Linked DNA regions of Mus musculus: region 2 is linked to region 1. The links are chromatin contacts, called in public Hi-C maps. All regions are on one chromosome and are shown on one strand. The core of a region is the stretch at or near the end of the contact, and the rest is flanking DNA. Distances in the headings are between cores, read along the strand shown. Region 1 overlaps Mipep (mitochondrial intermediate peptidase). Region 2 has its middle 120 kb from the start of Mipep.

Region 1 (4,121 bases), core at 225-2,724:
TGTGATCTCCATGTGCTGAAATCCCAAGCGTTTGAGAGGCTGAAGTAGAGCAAACCTGAGTCTGAGGCCAGCACAAGCTCCACACTGAGACCTTCTATCAAGAATAAAAAGCCAGGTGTGGTGGCTCAAGCATGCAACCCTAGCATCTGAGAGTTCTAGATCAGCTTGGGCTACAGAGCAAGATCATGTCCCAAAGAGCAAAACCAAAACCTAACAAGTCCGGAGCTTACAGATTGCTTCTCATTCTTCTGGGGTCACCAGTTTCTCATCACGAAACAGATTCTTAAAGGCACTGTGTGGGTGATGGGAGAAGCATTTCTTACTCTGACAAATGCTTGGAGGTGTTCCCTGTCATCACGGAGAATAGAGGCATCTCAGACAGCCAGGCCATCTAGTCCATGGGAGATGACCTTCAGTGAAAGAGCACTGCAGTTACTCCACACTTTCTGTGGTGACTCAAAGAGAAGCAGTATACGTCATCGAGGAAAGGGGCTGCAGAGGAAAAGGTGTAAGCCTCAGGCAACTGAGTAGGGAAAGACCCTGCCTAAGGCGCCCGACCGACTGAAAGACATCCCCAGACGTGGAGGCAAACCAAAAGTTAACCTGCTGCGTCCTGACTGATGGGCCCTCAGGTGAATGCATGAACTCACTGTGTTTCATTAGCCAGGAGCAGCGGCTCCCACAAGTGATCCCAGCACTCAGGCGGCAGAGGCAGGAGGATCACCACAAGTTCAAGGTCAGCCTGGGCTACAAAGTGAATACACTGTTGCAATAAACAAAACAACAATAAAAATTAAAAGAGAGACAGACAGAAAGATAGACCTCCTATTTATCAGACAAGGCGTACAAATGTTCTGTGGTATGGACTGGTGCCAAGACACCCCTCCCTACCTTGGACAGCAGAATAGTCCTTCTGCATTTGCACGAAACCTATCCACCTCCTCCTATCAACTCCAGAACATCTGTCAATCACTTGGGAAGTATAATACAATGTAAAGGCCAGGTGAGAGCACGAAAGCTATTAGCAAAGTCTGCTCTGAGCTCAGTGCAAACACATCGTTTTCTGAATGTTTTTCATCTGCCCTTGGTTGATCCAGATAGAGAAGTCTCAGGCACGGAGGTCCCAAGACATTCTGAGAAACTAACTTTTGTTCCTAGATAAATGTCTTTGGATTCCCTGGGATGGAAAGAGCTATAAAATCATAATAATAATCGGACCGTGGGCAAGCAGAGGAGGCCATGGGGAGCCACTCTGGGTGGCATCCAGCCACTCCTCTAGCCCAGCACTGAGCTGCTGCCCACACAAGGGACTGGTTGGCAGCGCATCATATTCTTAGGACACCTGCAGCCAGTGTGAGAACTCCCTGCGCTGAAGCTGAGAGCCTCTAGCAAGTTACTTTGTTTCTACCCTCCATCCAGAGAGAACACTGCACAGGTCACACCATAGCAAATGTGTGGAGCCATCAGGCACACCAAGTGTGAAGTCCACCTACTCTCCATCTCAGCCTCACTCCATGGCACCGTCACCACTCTAGCTGAGCTGTCACTTCATTTTGGAGTGATGGCCAGCTTCCAGAGAGCACTATGTTTAGACACCACCTACAGAAGAATTTTATGACAAGTGAAAAAAGGTCCTAAGAGTTTGCTAATACACCGTCAAGTGATACAAGAGGGCTCTAGCAAATAAATGTTAGTAAAAACACTAAAACAGCTGGAAGCCTGGTGTGGTGGCATGCCTGTAATACTAGAAGGGGGTGAAGGCAAGAAGGTCAGGAGTTCAAGGCCAGCCTCTGCTACAAACAAGTTCCAGGCCAATTTGGTTAACATGTAACCTTGTCTTTGCTCAGCTGGTGGAATGCTTCCCCTGATGGGTTCAATTCCCTGCACTGAGCCTGGTCCAAGATCAGAAAGACAAGTTCATCTTCAATCCACACCAAGATCAAAGCTAAGCTGGGCTACAGGAGGCCCTATCTATCTCTAAATAAATAGGTAGATAGATGAGTAGACAGACAGACAGACAGATAGATAAATGTGCCCCCTTTGCTGTCACACACCTTTAACCCCAGCACTCAGGAAGCAGCATGAGTTTGAGGCCAGCCTAGTCTACATAGCATGTTCCAGGCCTGCTGGGGCTATATAGACCCGATCTGAAGAACGAAAAGACTTGGGTGGAGAGATGGTTAAAAGGTCGAGAGCATGAGTTACTCTTGCAGAGGTGTAGGAATTGGTTCCCAGCACACATGTGCTGGTTAAAACCATCCGTAACTGCAGACCCAGGGGCTCTTACCCTCTTCCTACCCCCAAGGCCATGCATGAGGTATACATACATACATTCAGGCCATCTCATACACAAGAGAAATAAATTTAAGAGCATATTTTAAAAAGAAAAAAAAAGATTTATTACCTTTTCTTCATCTAGATGGATTCCACTGATTTCAAAATCAAACATAAATAGTTCGGCCACTCGCCTAAAATAAAGTAAGCACAAGTTACAGGAGTTCATTAAAATTACAACAAAAATCAGTCTCTATGTTCAATCAGGATTTCCAAAACTTACTGTTAAAGAGAACTACTTCAATACAGCCACAGTTTCTTTGTTTGAAACAAGAAGTTTAATATCTCAGAAGTAGGTATGGCGCCCGGCTGGGAGTCCCACTGGCCTGTCATGTCAGGTCAGCTCTTATACCCGGTGAAGCTAGGAACCTAACATCTAGTTATCTCAACTGCATCCAAAGCCAGTAACTACCGCCAGGATGGGTCCGCACTTGGACAGCCTCTCCAGGACCTGTGTGGAGCTTGCAGTGTTTCTTTCGGCTGGTGCAGCGGGCCAGCTTCTCCCTGATGCCAGGAGTAGCATCCTGACTGTAGAGAGCGTGCTCTTTCTTTTCATTCTGTCTTCAGGCTTGAAGTCAGTTAACAACCTTCCTGCCAGTGATATTTTTTAATTGCTTTTGTTTCTAGTGGTAGATTAATGAAGTATTTGATGTATTCTTCTGGATTTGACTTTTCAAAAATGGATATATTTGTCTTCCTGATTACTGTATCATATAATTTTACTTATTAATGCATTGCTGGTTTTGCTTTATGAGATAGGATCTTGCTATACAGCACAAGCTTGCTTCAAACTTGTGATCCTCCTGCCTCAGCCTTTGGAGTGCTGAGATTATAGAGGCGTATACCAGACCATACCTGGCTCAAATACATCTTTTTTTTTTTAAGATGTATTTATTATTATACATAAGTACACTGTAGCTGACTTCAGACGCACCAGAAGAGAACATCAGATATCATTATGGGTGTTTGTAAGCCACAATGTGGTGGCTTGGATTTGAACTCAGGATCTTTAGAGGAGCAGTCAGTGCTCTTAACCACTGAGCCATCTCACCAGCCCCCTCAAATACATCTTGAATGAACAGAATTAACATTATTCTAAACTTCTTCACATGTGGTCTCCCCATAGTACTAGGATCACACCCAGTGTCCTACATATACTAGGCAGGTTCTATGGCAGTGAGCTGTTCTCAGACCAAGGTCTTCTAAAATTCTAAAACTTCAAGGATCTTGCCAGGCATCTGAGATGTCTGTAGTTCCAGCCCTCTGAAAGGGGAGAGACAGGAGGATTGCAAGTTTGAGCAATGCTAGACAAATAGGGAGTTCTAGAACTTGTCTCAAAATAACTAATAGGTCCCATTAACAATGCAGTTGTTGCATGCTTTCTTAAACAATGCAGAACACTTCACAGGGCCCCTAACTTGCTAACTTGTCTCATTTCCCACCTCACACCATTTTTCTTTCCAAAGCACTGTAAAAACACAGTACTTTTTAAAAATATTTTTTCTTTTATGACTTGCTTTCAATTTTATGTGAACTGGTGTTTTGCCTGCATTATGTCTATGTGAAGGTGTAAGATTCTCTGGACCTGGACAGTTGAAAGCTGCTATATGGGTGCTGGGAACTGAACTTAGGACCTCTGGAAAAGCAGCCAGTGCTCTTAATAGCTGAGCCATCTTCCAGCCTCCAGTAATCTCTTCTTAAGCAAAAATATTTCATAGTATCACTTTGCTATAAAAATGTATGTGCCAGGTTGTGGTAGTACACACCTTTAATTCTAGCACTTGGGA
Region 2 (4,330 bases), core at 688-3,187, 110 kb before region 1:
GAGAAGGGTAGGCACATGCTCTGGGCTCAAGTGGATGCTGTCAAGGCCTGGGGAACTGCAGCCCCTGGCAGCCACAAGAGCTCTTGTCCCCATACCTGAGTTCTAGGTTCATGAGGAAGAAAAATCATCTTTGTGACTCCTGGCCTCTGTCAAGACACCTGTCATATGACTTCCCTCAGCTATCTCTTGTAACTGCCCCTCATTCCATGCAGGGTTCCCCAAAGAGAAGTCACTGTGTCAAGAGGCATTCAGGAATAAGGCACCCCAGCAGGGCAAGGGTTCTTGAAATGTCCAATTATCAGGATGGCAATCTCCCAGGAATAGTCTAGAGGCCTCAATCTTTACAGGAGAAGCGTAAGCAAGAAGGGCTCCACTTCCCCCTAAAAAGAGTTAATAAGTGATCTGGGGTCAGGAAATTCCACCCAAGATTTGAGCAGCAGCACTCTGCCCACACATTCCCACCAACCATTTGGGACTACTGGTCTCCCTCCCCCACAGTCGTTCCCCATCCCTGATGCTTGCTGTGGGCTTGGGGGAACTGAAGGCTAGCACATGGGAAGTCTTGGGTAAATTCCTCTCTAAGTCCCTCACCATGTTAACAAACACAACTGGACTTTACTGCAGATGAGACATGGTCAGCTCCTAAACTGACTTGAGTTCTGTAGAAAGACACTGGTTCTTAGGAGTGAGTGACAATGTGGGGACATCATTCTCCCACTTACCATCGTTTGACTCTACTTCAGCTCCTCATGGAGTGGAAGGGCACCCATCCGTTCTTCACTTCAGTGCTGCCGTCAATAAATTACACGAGACACTCAAGACCGTATTATAAAATAGCTTCTCTGTTAGATGATGATGAAGTATCCTGAGAGCATTTAAGGTGAGCCAGGCTAAGCGAGAATGCTGGGTAGGTGGTGTACATTAAATGCCATTTCTGCTGAAGCCATTTTAGCTTACATTGGGGATATTGGGGTCTATCCCCATAATAAGTCCAGGGGCATCTGTGTATTAATCATGGGGCTGAGAGCTCAGGAGGGCCTGGGCTTTCAGTGAACCTGTCTGGTGGATTGTCACAGGGAGAGCTCGGGGGGTGGGGGGGTGGGGGGGCAGAAGGAGCAGTAAGACCTTAAGAAGCTGTGCTGGAACCTCAACTCACAAGTTTAGACTGGGGTCTGGCTTCATTCTTTTCCGAGATTTGACAACAATTGAATGCTACCAGCCAGTGACCTATGGAGACTGTATTGTTTGGGGGAATCATCTATCTGACCTCAAATATCTCAGATGACTCAAGAGTTCCAGGAATGCCTGCCATGTAACTGGGAGGTCATTTCAGAGCCTCATATCAATCCTGCTTTCTCTTCTCCCTCTCCTCCTGGCTGCTCCAAGCCACTGTTATGCCCCCCTCCCCCTTCCAGGCATAAACTGGGCAAAGACAATTTGTGCTGCAGATCTGCAATCGTGAGAGCTGCCTCCTTTGCTGTGGGTAAGCAGTTTTCTTTTTATTTGTTGATTTATGAGTTACTTAAAAACCAAACATGTCAAAATTAGATGGGACGCAGAAATAACCTAGTAAGAGACACATTTAAGAAGTGATAAAACATGACAAACTGGATGGGACCCAGGAACAGTGACAGAAGAGCAGGATTTGGCACAGCTCACGCGATGATGCTATGCAGTGATACCCTGGTTTTACCACATTTGGAAAATTTCGAGTTCTGATCTCCACTTGAAAACATTTGGTCCACTTGGCCTGACTTCCAAGCTTAGTGATGGACTCAGACTCCACTCTGGCTTGGGTTTCAGAAGGACACAGTGAATATTCAGGAGTGGGACACTGAAGCGACAGTTTGCCTTCTTTGCTTTCTAGTCAGTAAGAGTGTGGCCCAGAGGCTCCTCCCTCCAGCTTCCTGTCCTGCCTGCCCTCTTCGGCATCCATCTATTTATCCCCTTGGAGAAAATCCAGTTGGCTTTGTCAACTGAAGCTTCTACTGGTGACCATGGAGGCTGCTGAAGGGAAGCCAAAGACTGCTGATTCGGAAGGCTCCCCTCCGATTCATTCTCAGAGGGCAGGAGAGACCTTGCAAAGGTCAGGCATGTCTCACAAGGTCTCCTGCACACCTTCTGCTCCATTTCCCAGACTTTGAAACAGCTGAGAAGAAATGAACACTCAAGAGAAGAGATTCTTCTTTAAAGTCAAGGTTTAAGTGTAGATGGCCCCAGTTTAAAAGTGGTTCATCTTAAGATGGTGCAATTTCATGGTGCCACATAATATGATTTTGAAACGGACTGTGGGATTAAACGTTTGAACCCTTTCTCAAACTAGACATGATCCATCCAACCTGCTTTTGACACTGGCAGAAACTGTGGGTCCAAGCCAGGTATAGAAAATGCTTCATCAATTAGACAAGCACACAGAAATATCATCTGTCACCAAACATTACCTTTTCAGACCTGTCACCTAAGGAGCAGGAGAAAATGAGTGTCTTACAGAGTCAGGAAGAAGACTCAGAGGAGAGCTCTGTCAGGCAGAGTGATCTTGATTATCAGTGAGGCCTAGGCAATGGTGGCATACTGGACAAGCTGCTAACAGGAAGCACATGATCTCGACCCCTCACTGGTTGGTTCTTTCTGGAGTCACTCTCCCACAGTTCATCTATCGACACAGAAATGGGCTGTCTGGTTACCACCCACTATCAGCTGACAGGGCCTGGGGTCACTGAGAGGCAAGTCTCTCACATATTTGTTGTTGTTCTTTTCTAATTTTAATTGAATCACTGCTAATCCATTTTTAAAACTCTTAAAACCATATTTTAATACCTAATTTGTGTGTGTGTATGTGTGTGTGTGTGTGTGTAGTGGGGCACTATCAGGGACTTCCCTCCAGAATAAGACAGTGACGGTCATTCCTCTACAGGTCCAAATTGAAACAGAAAGAAACCTAAACTAAAACACATCCCACACAGAGGAAAAAGGATAAAATCACATTCTTAGGGTGTTGGTGCTTTTCCTAGTCTTTGATGTGTGACTTTCAAAAAAATTAATACCCTAGGTCATTAAAATATACATTTCCCTTTGGCTTTATTTATTTTTTTAATAAAAATTAATTGTCCACACATATACACCTGAAGGACTCACCATCAGTTGCCTGACTCATTTGCTGGCATAGACAGGCTAATCCTAGTCCGGGATCATCTCACTCCATGGGGTTGCTGCATGCATCCATCTGGAGTCCTTCATCGTGATTTTTCAGTCACGGCGGTTATAGCATCCCGGTGTGGAGATGGTAGTCATCGATTCCCAGTTGAGCCCCTATAGCTATGGGGTGAGGGATGACTATCTGGAGGTACCAATATATGGTTTGTGGGATGGACAGTTCTGGAAACTGCAAAGACCAAAGCATCGAGAAAGTAAAGCGATGGGCCCCAAGAACCAAGTGGAGTAGGGGAAGGGGCATTTTATGGGACCCCAGGACCTTCCCTTTTCCTAAATCCCTTCCCTTCCCTCCCATTGGTCCTCCCAGCCTCCTCCCTCGGACAGGCTCTTTTGTCCTGTGGTTAGTTGCTAGCTGTAGCAGTTGCCAAGTGCTCCAGGAACCAGAAGCAGGCCCCTTAAAGGGGCTCTCCCCAATCTGCCTAAATTCCCCTGACTATCCCACACTTCTGTTAAAACCAAGACTGATAAAGACACAGAGACTTGGCACCCTGGGGACACTATAGAGCCTGTCACACACCTCTTCTGATGGCCCTGAGGCTGGCTGGCTGGCTGATGACTCCCAGGACATTTCCCAGAACAGAGCTGGCATGTGTGAGTACAAGCCTACAAGGATCTGATCTTATGTTATCCAATCAGATAAGGAGAATAAACAGGGTGGGATGTGGCTCCACGTCTGCCAGGGCGCTGGAACTGCAGCCCATTCAGTCACCAGCAGCGCCCAACCCTACTCCTCCTGCTTTGATTGCTCTTGGCAGACTCTAAACAGGCTCCCAGGAGCTTCCCGGGGTTAGTGTGGAGAGAGCCTTGGATTGGGAGGCTCAGAAAGACAACCCTACACCATCCTGGTTGTGGGAAGCTCACCTCAGTGGGCCAACCGCTCTTCTGCATGAATCCAGAGTCGGATGTGCACATGGCGGGTGAGATGGGTCAGTAGTTCACGAAGGGGCCCAGCACAGCAGGTCACTGAGGAGATCTCTGGGCCTCATGAGCTTATAGGACACTCCTAGAGTATGAGGACGCTGAGTGTGTCCCAGACTGGGAGACCCTCCCCTCTGTTGTGGCTGGTCACATAGCAGGAGGCAGGAAGAGGGCGCTACCAGATACCACTTTGGAGTGA

The links. Hi-C and Micro-C count contacts between places; a contact is called where the count stands out from the background.
Region 2: a Hi-C map of liver shows a contact between it and region 1, with 3 times the contacts expected there. The contact joins two enhancer-like sites. A contact is called at or near these places in 19 of 484 Hi-C or Micro-C datasets (8-cell embryo, the C2C12 cell line, the HL-1 cell line and 8 more), 2 of 115 datasets of contacts at active chromatin or transcription factors (both in embryonic stem cells) and 1 of 9 other capture datasets (embryonic stem cells).

The regions. Positions count from the first base shown.
Region 1 is chr14:60,794,519-60,798,639 of GRCm38.p6, reverse strand. It overlaps Mipep (mitochondrial intermediate peptidase), which reads right to left. Exons shown (of 19, transcript NM_027436.3): 5 at 2,405-2,468. Among named protein-coding and RNA genes, the nearest start is that of Mipep, 12 kb to the right of the region's middle. Within about 2 kb of position 1,474, at least 7 of the 459 cell types and tissues checked have an H3K27ac peak or open chromatin away from gene starts, as enhancers often do. A contact at or near this core is called in liver, where this site is marked.
Region 2 is chr14:60,904,223-60,908,552 of GRCm38.p6, reverse strand. It overlaps a transcript of Mipep not described here. Among named protein-coding and RNA genes, the nearest start is that of Mipep, 120 kb to the right of the region's middle. Within about 2 kb of position 1,937, at least 25 of the 459 cell types and tissues checked have an H3K27ac peak or open chromatin away from gene starts, as enhancers often do. A contact at or near this core is called in liver, where this site is marked.